Regions from separate parts of the Mus musculus genome. Here region 2 is linked to region 1. The links are chromatin contacts, called in public promoter capture Hi-C maps. All regions are on one chromosome and are shown on one strand. Each heading gives the region's core, a stretch centred on a gene start, on an enhancer-like site or on the middle of the called end of the contact. The rest is flanking DNA. Distances are from core to core; before and after follow the strand shown.

Region 1 (4,832 bases), core at 248-2,747:
GTCCCAAAGTCTCGCTGAACGCGATCAGATCCATGCTGCTTCCAGAAACGCACAGCAATGGGATTTTACCCCATGCCTATAAATGCCGGTGGTACTGAATACCAGAGTATATGGAAAACCGCAAAACAAAAGATTCCCAGTGTAGGAGGCCCTCCCGTCTGCGGTGTACCCCAGGGACCCCCCCTCCCTGCGACAATACGAATTTCACCACACTCCACGGGGAAGCGGGGGTCAACAGCCACCTGGCCTGGATGAAAACACCACAGTCCAACATTCCCACTTCTAGGCAAATGCGAAAACTGAGCGCAGTCGGTGGAAAGTTCCCATCCACCATATTCACATTTGGTTTCCTTGGGGTGGATGGGTTTTGCGGGGTGGTGGGGGGGGGGGACGACACCACAACTGCTGAGACTGGCTGCTGCACCTGCCACCGCTCCTAGACTGGGGGGGGGGGGAGGGGGAAAGAGAGAGAGAGACCCCCGAGGCGCGCGCACGCGTACACACACACACACACACACACACACATATACTCGCTCACGCCCGCCCTTGAACCTTCCCAGGCCGCGGTGTAGCATCCCCTTTCTCGCTGTCCAAACCCCCACCCCACCCCACCCCACCCCACCCCACCCCCGGCTGGCCTGACAAAGGCGCGGGTGTCAAGTCAATCCGAGGCACTGCACAGACAGGTTGCAGAATTGCTTATGGTGGAGGAAGGAAGCCCTGGCAGCTGTCACTCCGGGCTCCCTCCAACACACAGGCAGGCGCGCGCGCGTGCACACACACACACACACACACACACACACACACGCATACAAAATCAACACCGAGCTGGGACTGTGATAAAAGAAGCAGAGTCCGTGCGAGCGTTCAAAATACAAAAGGTCTCCGGAGCACAGGCACCTGGGCGCGCCCTCCAAGAGGCTCCCGGTTGCGTGGTGGGGGGAAGGGGAGCAGCCGGGCGGCGGCTGCCGTAGCTCCGGGTCTCCGGGCCGCGCGGCCCGAAGATGCTCTCCGGGATCCCACACACCTGCGGCGGCCTCCCGGGGAACCTCACTCACCTCCAGGTCGGTGTCGGCGGCCTCCGGGGCGCCGAGGATCTCGCTGGGCAGCTCGGCCAGGTCGGTGACCCGGATGAGTCCGTCGTGCAGAAAGATGGTCTCCTCCTTCACCGAGAGCCACTGCGCCGAGTCCGCCGCCGCCGCCGCCGCCGCTGCAGCTGCCGCCGCCGCGGCCGACGAGCCCATGGCTAAGAGAAGGCGCTGCAGAGCCGCCGCCGCCGCCTCAGCAACCCATGGCCGACCGCCGCGCCCGCCGCGCCTGCTGCGCCCGCCTCGCCCGCGCGGCTCCGCCCTAGGCGTTCCGCGCCGCCATCCCCCTCCGCACGCCAACCCCGGCCCGGGAGACCCCCGGCCCCGCCGCCGCCGCCGCCGCCGCCGCCCTGACGAGCAGGATCCGCCTCTGCCGCTCCGCAGCCAACTGTCAGTAAGACGCCATCTTGGGGGCGGGGTTCCCGGCATGCCCCGCGGGGTGGACAATACAGGCTCCTCCCTCCTGTCCGTCTAGCCCCGCCCACAGCCCGGCGAGGCTTTATAACCCAGCTGCAAGGCGCTCAGAGGCATGGCCTCTTGGGCACCCCTGCTTCCCATGCTATCTGAGGAAGTCTAAGGCTCCGGGAGAAGACCACCCTGGTCCCCTTTCCTCCTTACTCCGGTGTGCACCGGTTGCTCAGGCCAGAGCTCATTCTGGAAGGATTATGGAGGGTCAACACTGTTATCTTTTAAATGAGATAGGTTCAGATGTCTTCTCTAAGATCTTGAATAGTTCAGTCTTAGAGGGTTAGCCTAGAATGCCTGAGGTCCTATGTTCCATTTACAGCACTATAAGTAAACAAACCTGGTGGGGGTTGCCAGTTGTTCCAGTACTTGGAAGACAGAAGTGGGAGTACCATTGCAAGTTGCAGGTAGCCTGGTCTACATATCAAGTTTCAGGCCAACCTGGGCTACATAAGATGCTCCAGGCCACCCAGGCCTATGTAGGCTCCGTATCTGAAAAAATACATAAAATTTATAAAATACTAAAGGCTGGTATATAATAGGCTTGGTCATGAGAACTTGGTAAAACTCACAGCAGATGGTTAATATTTACTGGGGAAAAAAAGAGTACAAAGAAGCAACTGACATCTGATGAAAATAAAGTATCTATCAACAATTGCTGTTAGGCTGGAGAAATGATTGACAGGTTGACACTGGTTGCTCTTCCAGAGGGCTGGGGTTCAATTCCCAGCACTCAGAGGGCAGCTCACACCTTTTATAACTTCAGTCCCAAGGGACCTGAGTTTCAGTCCCAAGGGACCTCACATCCTCTTCAGGTCTCCGTCTCCATCATTACACAGATGTGGCACACAGACATACATAAAGGAAACAGTCAAACACATAAAAAAAATTAAAAATTAAAAATTAAAAGTAAACAAAAGCAATGCTTTCCTCCTGGCTCCTGTTTTTTTTGTTTTGTTTTGTTTTGTTTTGTTTTTTCTTTTTTTTTTCCATTTTTTATTAGGTATTTAGCTCATTTACATTTCCAATGCTATACCAATTGTTTTGTTTTTTCAAGACAGGGTTTCTCTGTGTAGTTCTGGCTGTCCTGGAACTCGCTGTGTCTGGAGGTGGAGCTTGAGGTGGTGTTGGGGTCAGCAGTGCTCTGACCTCATCTAGGGATGGACTGAGTGATTCATTCCAAACTTATTTGGCTACTGAGAGGTAATGGCTAACATGGTTGGGTCCTAGTGGGAGATATGGAAGCAGAAGGCTCCTGTCTACTCCCCAGTCCGTTCTCCAACCCCAATCTGGGCTAGCCAGCACAAGGTGAGTGTTTTCCTCCTCCACACCCTCCTATCACCATGGTGTCCTGACCCAGCAGAGGGCTAAAAGCAATAGAGCCAGCCAAGCAGGCTGAACCCTCTCTAATCTGTAAGTCCATCCTCTCAGGAGCTTTGTCACAGCTTAGACACAGCCCCAGCATTAGCTGGCAAGGCGAGGTTCAAGTCTCATTGTCTCCTCAGTGTCACAAAGCCAGGAAACACCAAATCTTAGATTTGAACCCAGGCCTGAGTGATTCCTCTATACCCCTGGCCCCCTTATTTGGGCTGTAGGGGAACCCCTTCATTCCTTTTACTCACACCCGCTAAACAAGCAAACTGTTCAGGTGTCAAACTCTCAACGCCCAGCTTTGGTGGCTCAAAGATTTTGTGTTCATAGTTTAAGATCAGAAATCAAGAGGTCCATAAACTCTCGTCCCCCTCCCCAATCAGTGAAAACAGTCCACGCCCAGGCCTTAATGTCTTTAGACTGAATAATGAATGATTATTTAATAATTGAACAATGGTAATTAATTTGCAGCATACCTTGATGAGGCAGCTGAAGAATTAATATTTATAGAACCCCCTCTGGAAATAAGTCTATTTGGTGGGAATTTTTAAAATGGATTTTATTCCTGTAGTTTGGAGCAAGATAAAAAAAAAATCTCTGATCGAGGGCTGAAGAGATGGCTCAGCAGTTAAGAGCACTGACTGCTCTTCTGAAGGTCCTAAGTTCAAATCCCAGCAACCACATGGTGGCTCACAACCATCTATAATGAGATCTGATGCCCTCTTCTGGTGTGTCTGAAGACAGCTACAGTGTACTTACATATAATAATTAATAAATCTTTTTTTAAAAAATTCTCAGCCGGGCGTGGTGGCGCACGCCTTTAATCCCAGCACTCGGGAGGCAGAGGCAGGCAGATTTCTGAGTTCGAGGCCAGCCTGGTCTACAAAGTGAGTTCCAGGACAGCCAAGGCTACACAGAGAAACCCTGTCTCGAAAAACCAAAAAAAAAAAAATAAAATAATAAAATAAAATAATTCTCTGCTCAAGTCGGGCGGTGGTGGCACACACCTTTAATCTCAACACTTGGGAGGCAGAGGCAGACTGATTTCTGAGTTCGAGGACAGCCAGGACTACACAGAGAAACCCTGTCTTTAACCCCCCCCCCCCCAAAAAATTATCTAAGTGGAGTAGTGATGCCTTTAATCCCAACATGGGGTCAGAAGTAGGTGGATCCGAGTCTATAGAGTGAGTTCCAGATAACCAGGGCTACACAGAGACCCCAGTCTCCTGTGAATTCTAGGCTAGCCTGGTCTACAGAGTAAGTTCCAGGACAGCCCCGGCTACACAGAAATTCTGTCTGGAGAAAACAAAACAAATTTATTGATCTTATTTTACAGGAGTGGGTGTGTTTTCCTCAGGCATATCTATGCATCAGAGAACTCTAAGAAAGCCCTCTACCAATTGAGCTACATCCCCAATGGATGACTTAGGACTTCTTTTTTTTTTTTTTAAGATTTATTTGTTTGTTTGTTTGTTATATGTAAGTACACTGTAGCTGTCCTCAGACACTCCAGAAGAGGGAATCAGATCTCGTTACAGATGGTTGTGAGCCACTATGTGGTTGCTGGGACTTGAACTCCTGGCCTTCAGAAGAGCAGTCGGGTGCTCTTACCCACTGAGCCATCTCACCAGCCCCTTCTTTTTTTTTTTTTTTTTTTAATTGTGCCCTTCCTCCTTCTTTCTAATTTTTTATTCATTTTATTATAACGTGTGCACCACATGTGTGCCTGGTGGCCTCAGAGTGAAGAAGGCATTGGATTCCCTAGAACTGAAGCAACAGGCTCTGAGACTGAACGCCAGCCCTCTGTGAGAACAAAGGCTCTCAACTGCTGAGCCATCACTCCCGCTCTCTTGTGCTTTCTTTCTCTCTCTCTCTCTCTCTTTTTGTTTTGTTTTTTTTGTTGTTGTT
Region 2 (4,583 bases), core at 606-3,105, 2.7 Mb before region 1:
ACAAGACAAAAATTACCTATAATCTTTCTTGGTTATTATTATCACTATGTTGTTGTTGTGTTTTTGAAAGAACTTCTCTGTAGAGCCCTGGCTGCTCTAGAACTTGTTCTGTTGACCAGGCTGGCCTTGAACTCAAGACATCCGCCTGCCTTTGTCTCCCAAGGGCTGGGATTAAAGACGTGTACCACCAGCATCTGGTTGTGACTAACCGTTTTAAAGTCCAATGTATGTCACGTCCTATCAACCTGAATCTGGAGTTGGCCACATCATGGTTATATAACCTTAATGAGGTTACCTGGCATCTCCCACTCTCAGTCTTTACCCGTAAAAGGGTAACGGCAGTACTCTTAGACAAATGCCCTATCACTGAGCAATATCTACAGCATTTGTTAATTATTGTTACTTCTGTGTATGAGTGCTTTACTGCGTGTTCATCTGTGTATCTTGCAGGCTCAGTGCCTGTGGAGGTTGGAAGTTGCTATCAGAACTGCTGACATTAATGAGTAACAATAGGGGGGCCCTGGGAATCAAACCTAGGTCTTTTGGAAGAGCAAACGGTTCTCTTAACCAACCATCAAACCATCTCTCTAACCTCCACAGCCTTTTATGGAAATAACCTTTTGAGACTTAGTCTCACTAAATTGCCTTGCCCAGGGGCTCACTCTGAGTCCTTGAAATTTCCAGACTCCACAATAGCTGGAATTACAGACCTATAGTCGTCATAAGTGCCTGGAGTATAGTAATCACTCAGCATTAGCTATCATTATTATTATTAGTTACAGTTAGACAGGGCCTTGCTATGCAGCCCTGTCAGTTTTGCAAACTGGCCTTGAACTCACAGAACTCAGATGCCAGCCGGGCGTGGTGGCACATGCCTTTAATCCCAGCACTTGGGAGGCAGAGGCAGGTGTCGGATTTCTGAGTTCGAGGCCAGCCTGGTCTACAGAGTGAGTTCCAGGACAGCCAGGGCTATACAGAGAAACCCTGTCTTGAAAAACCAAAAACCAAACCAAACCATACGGTACAGAATTATGTTCTGTTTTTGTGTAGGAAAGGTGGGGACTGAACTCGCCCCATGCGTGCAAGACAACTCTACCACCAAGCTAAGCGTAGCCCCCAAGTTAAAGATATTTAACGTTGGGATATGACGGCTCACACGGATATTCTCAGAACTCAGGAGGCAGGGGGAGTTCAGAGCGATGCCAGCATGGTCTACCCAGGGCGTGGAGGGCACGACAAGTTCATAGGGCAGTCATGTATATGATTTCGGACAGTACTTTGAAAAAGACTTATAATGACTTTCAGTTACTAGTACCTAAATACACACACAAAAGAACTTGGAATTCCAAGTCACAGTACCTGGATTCCAGTCTATTAGGGGTGGCAGCGGGGGGAGGGGGGGACGGGGCTCAGTGGAGGTAACCAGGTAATAAACCCATCATACAAAAAGTGTTCGTGTCACCCTACACTGATACGTTAAGTGCAATCCTTGGGCAAATTCACTTTCGAGACTGTCAATGGGAAGGAAGAAGTCGGTCCACTCGCTAGGCTACTGTTAAATAAGCGAGGGAGGGCAATGTCCCTGCCAACGTTCAACAGCAGCGCTCCGGTGCTCGTGCCTCGTCGCTGGGTCCCAGCTAGGGCCGGCCTCTCGGCGCCCTGTCCCGGGGCGGCGGCGCTCACCTGGCGCCGGTATAAGGTCGCCGAAGGGTTCATGGATGACTCCCCCGCCCCCAGAGAGAGTTGGTGCCAGCAGCGGGTCACCTCCGAGACGCCATAGGCGCACGGCCGCAGCGGCGGGGGCAAAGCCACAGCCCAGGACGGCGCGCCCTCAGAGCTACGCATGCGCGCATGCGCACTCAAACCGCCGGGCCAGCCGGCGGGCCGCACTCGGACGTTGCGCAGGAGTGATGCTCTCGCGAGACTTGCGCCTGTGCTCGCTCGCGGATCAAGAACGTGAACCTATATTCATTCCCACGCCGGAAGCCTTCGGCCCCTCTAAGGTTCCCAGAGCGTCGCAGCGGGAAAGACGAAGTGAATTAAAAGCCGTTTCTAGGTCCCAGTGATCCTGGGTCCCTCCCTGTGGATGTTTAGTCTGAAGAACCGGGCCGGGCTCTCAGCACTGGTCTGAACCAAGATCATTGGAGACAGAGGGTCTGCCAGTCAATCGATCATCGATCTGCTCTTAGTAGTGATGAGAACCGTGACATGTTATTATTTTTTAAAAAGATATTTTAGTAATTATATCATTAATATATATAATATATTTACTATATGTAAGTACACTGTAGCTGTCTCCAGACGCCCCAGAAGAGGGCGTCAGATCTCATTACGGATGGTTGTGAGCCACCACGTGGTTGCTGGGAATTGAACTCAGGACCTTCAGAAGAGCAGTGAGTGCTCTTAACCACTGAGCCATCTCTCCAGCCACATTTACCATAATACTGCTGGATCCCGCGGAGAAACGACGGAGACCTACGGGAATTCTGGGTCTCATTATTTCCATGTTTGTGCATTCCCGCATCAGTGCAACTTCCAGAGTCTCCCTCCAGAGGCCTTCCATCATCACCTTTGAGGCAGGTCCACCACTTATGCCAGAAGGGCTATCCAGCCATCCTCTTCCCAGGCTCTAGGATTTCGGCCTTTCGTTTTATGGTTGTTAGGGAGTCAGAAGGGGGTGGGGGCAAGCAGAATAACCCTGGACCCTAAGAGCTATTTCCACCCAGGCCTGACCACCTGAGAATTATCCTAGGATTCCACAGTGGAAGGAGAGAATTCAAAGTTGTTTTATCTCTGCACACCAACACACACTCACACCAAAATAAATGAACTTAAAATTATATGTGTGCTAGGGATCGAATCTCTGTCACCATCAGGATGCAAACTCTTTACCACATGCTACAGACCTAATAAAAATGTAGCAAATGAGTGGCGCACACCTTTAATCCCGGCACTCAGAAAGCAGAGGCAGGCGGATTTCTGAGTTCAAGGCCAGCCTGGTATCTACAGAGTGAGTTCCAGGACAGCAAGGGCTACACAGAGAAACCCTGTCTCGAAAAACTAAAAAGTAGCAAATGAAAAAGCAAAAAGATTAAAAAACTAGCCAGGTGTTGATCACACCTTAAATCCTTAAATCTCCGGAGTCAGAGGTCCTAGTTCAAGGCCAGCCTGGTCTACAGAGCAAGCTCTAAGACAACCCAAACCCAAAACAAAACAAGATTATGACAATTAGAATTAAAATCAACCTTTAAAACTAGGGGGAAGGTTAAATTTCAAGTGAAAGGAAAAAAGTCACATTATCAATAAGGGCAATTTTAGACTACTTTCTAGCAGTAACACCTGCTGATGATAAGGATAAGGGTTGAAAATGCATTTTTCAAGAACTGTTTCAGGTCTGGAGAGATGGTCTCAGTGGTTAACAGTGCTAAGTGCCATTCCCAGCATGCAAATGGGCAGGCAGCTCACAGCCACCTTTAACTCCAGCTTCAGGGGCCCCTACAGGTTCTTCTAGCTTCTGTTGGCATCGTACCCAAAGGGGGCACAGTCTGTGGACACTGACCTGTCTTCCATGAACACCGAGGGTGTAGTACCTATACCAGGACTCTTACAGCACCAAGAAACCACCACCAGAATACACACTGGATAGCCATGACTGGTGCACTTGATTTGCCAAATGTCCCCACTTAGCCAAATTCAGTTAGCGAAGAATTTCATTTTTAACTTCACTCTTATTTTTTTTTAATATTTATTTATTATATACAGTGTTCTGCATATATATCTGCATGTCAGAAGAGGGCACCAGATCTCATTACAGATGGTTGTGAGCCACCATGTGGTTGCTGGAAATTGAACTCAGGTCCTCTGGAAGAGCAGTCAGTGCTCTTAACCTCTGAGCCATCTCTGTAGCCCTTAACTTCACATCTTTATTACACATTTTATTCTAAGACTTTAAAGCAAACAAAAAAAGCATCCTTTCATTCAAGGAAGGATGTTTTCACATAATGATTTCGTGGACTCTACATTCTTGAAGGAATCTTTAACAACTTGTGTTTGTGACGCTACAAGCATGGTAGGTAAGCACTTCTGCCCAGCTACATATATTCCCACACTTAAGGCATTTAAAAGATAAAAGACTTTCACATGTTAACACCTGATTTTCAAAACTTAAGTTCACCCGATTCATTAAAATGACTAGTTTCTCAGTATGATAGTTTAATTGCTATTTCCCAAACTATAGACTGAAAACAGATAGAAGCTGTTTTTAACTGGTTAGAATTTTACCCCACGGTAAATAGGCAGAGTAAGAGTTCCTGGCTCTGCTGAGCATCTGTCACTCCCAACAGGAAGAATAAATGTCTAAAACAAATTTGCAGTCTTAGTCAACATCACCAAACAGGTTCCTAATATTCTTGGAAAAGGCATTTTCAAATATATAGTATCCTACCACAGGCTGCACCATTTCTGTACCCAGTCTGTACTATTTATAAGCTCCAACATTGTAACATTGCCTGGCACCCTCATCCATGAGTTGTATCAGGACTTGCCCTTAGCTTATGATAGTGTTGAAGTGGTTTACTGGGTCA

What was found. Promoter capture Hi-C pulls out the DNA fragments that hold promoters and counts their contacts.
Region 2: a contact with region 1 is called in a promoter capture Hi-C map of liver, with 4 times the contacts expected there. The contact joins the promoter of Ccdc62 here to the promoter of Hectd4 in region 1. A contact is called at or near these places in 2 of 39 promoter capture datasets (liver and pre-B cells).

Annotation. Positions count from the first base shown.
Region 1 is chr5:121,216,884-121,221,715 of GRCm38.p6, reverse strand. Hectd4 (HECT domain E3 ubiquitin protein ligase 4) reads right to left here and starts at 1,497. Exons shown (of 76, transcript NM_181421.4): 1 at 1,059-1,497. The coding sequence starts at 1,244.
Region 2 is chr5:123,927,961-123,932,543 of GRCm38.p6, reverse strand. Ccdc62 (coiled-coil domain containing 62) reads right to left here and starts at 1,855. Exons shown (of 13, transcript NM_001134767.1): 1 at 1,684-1,855. The coding sequence starts at 1,845. Denr (density-regulated protein) reads right to left here. Exons shown (of 8, transcript NM_026603.4): 8 at 3,712-4,583.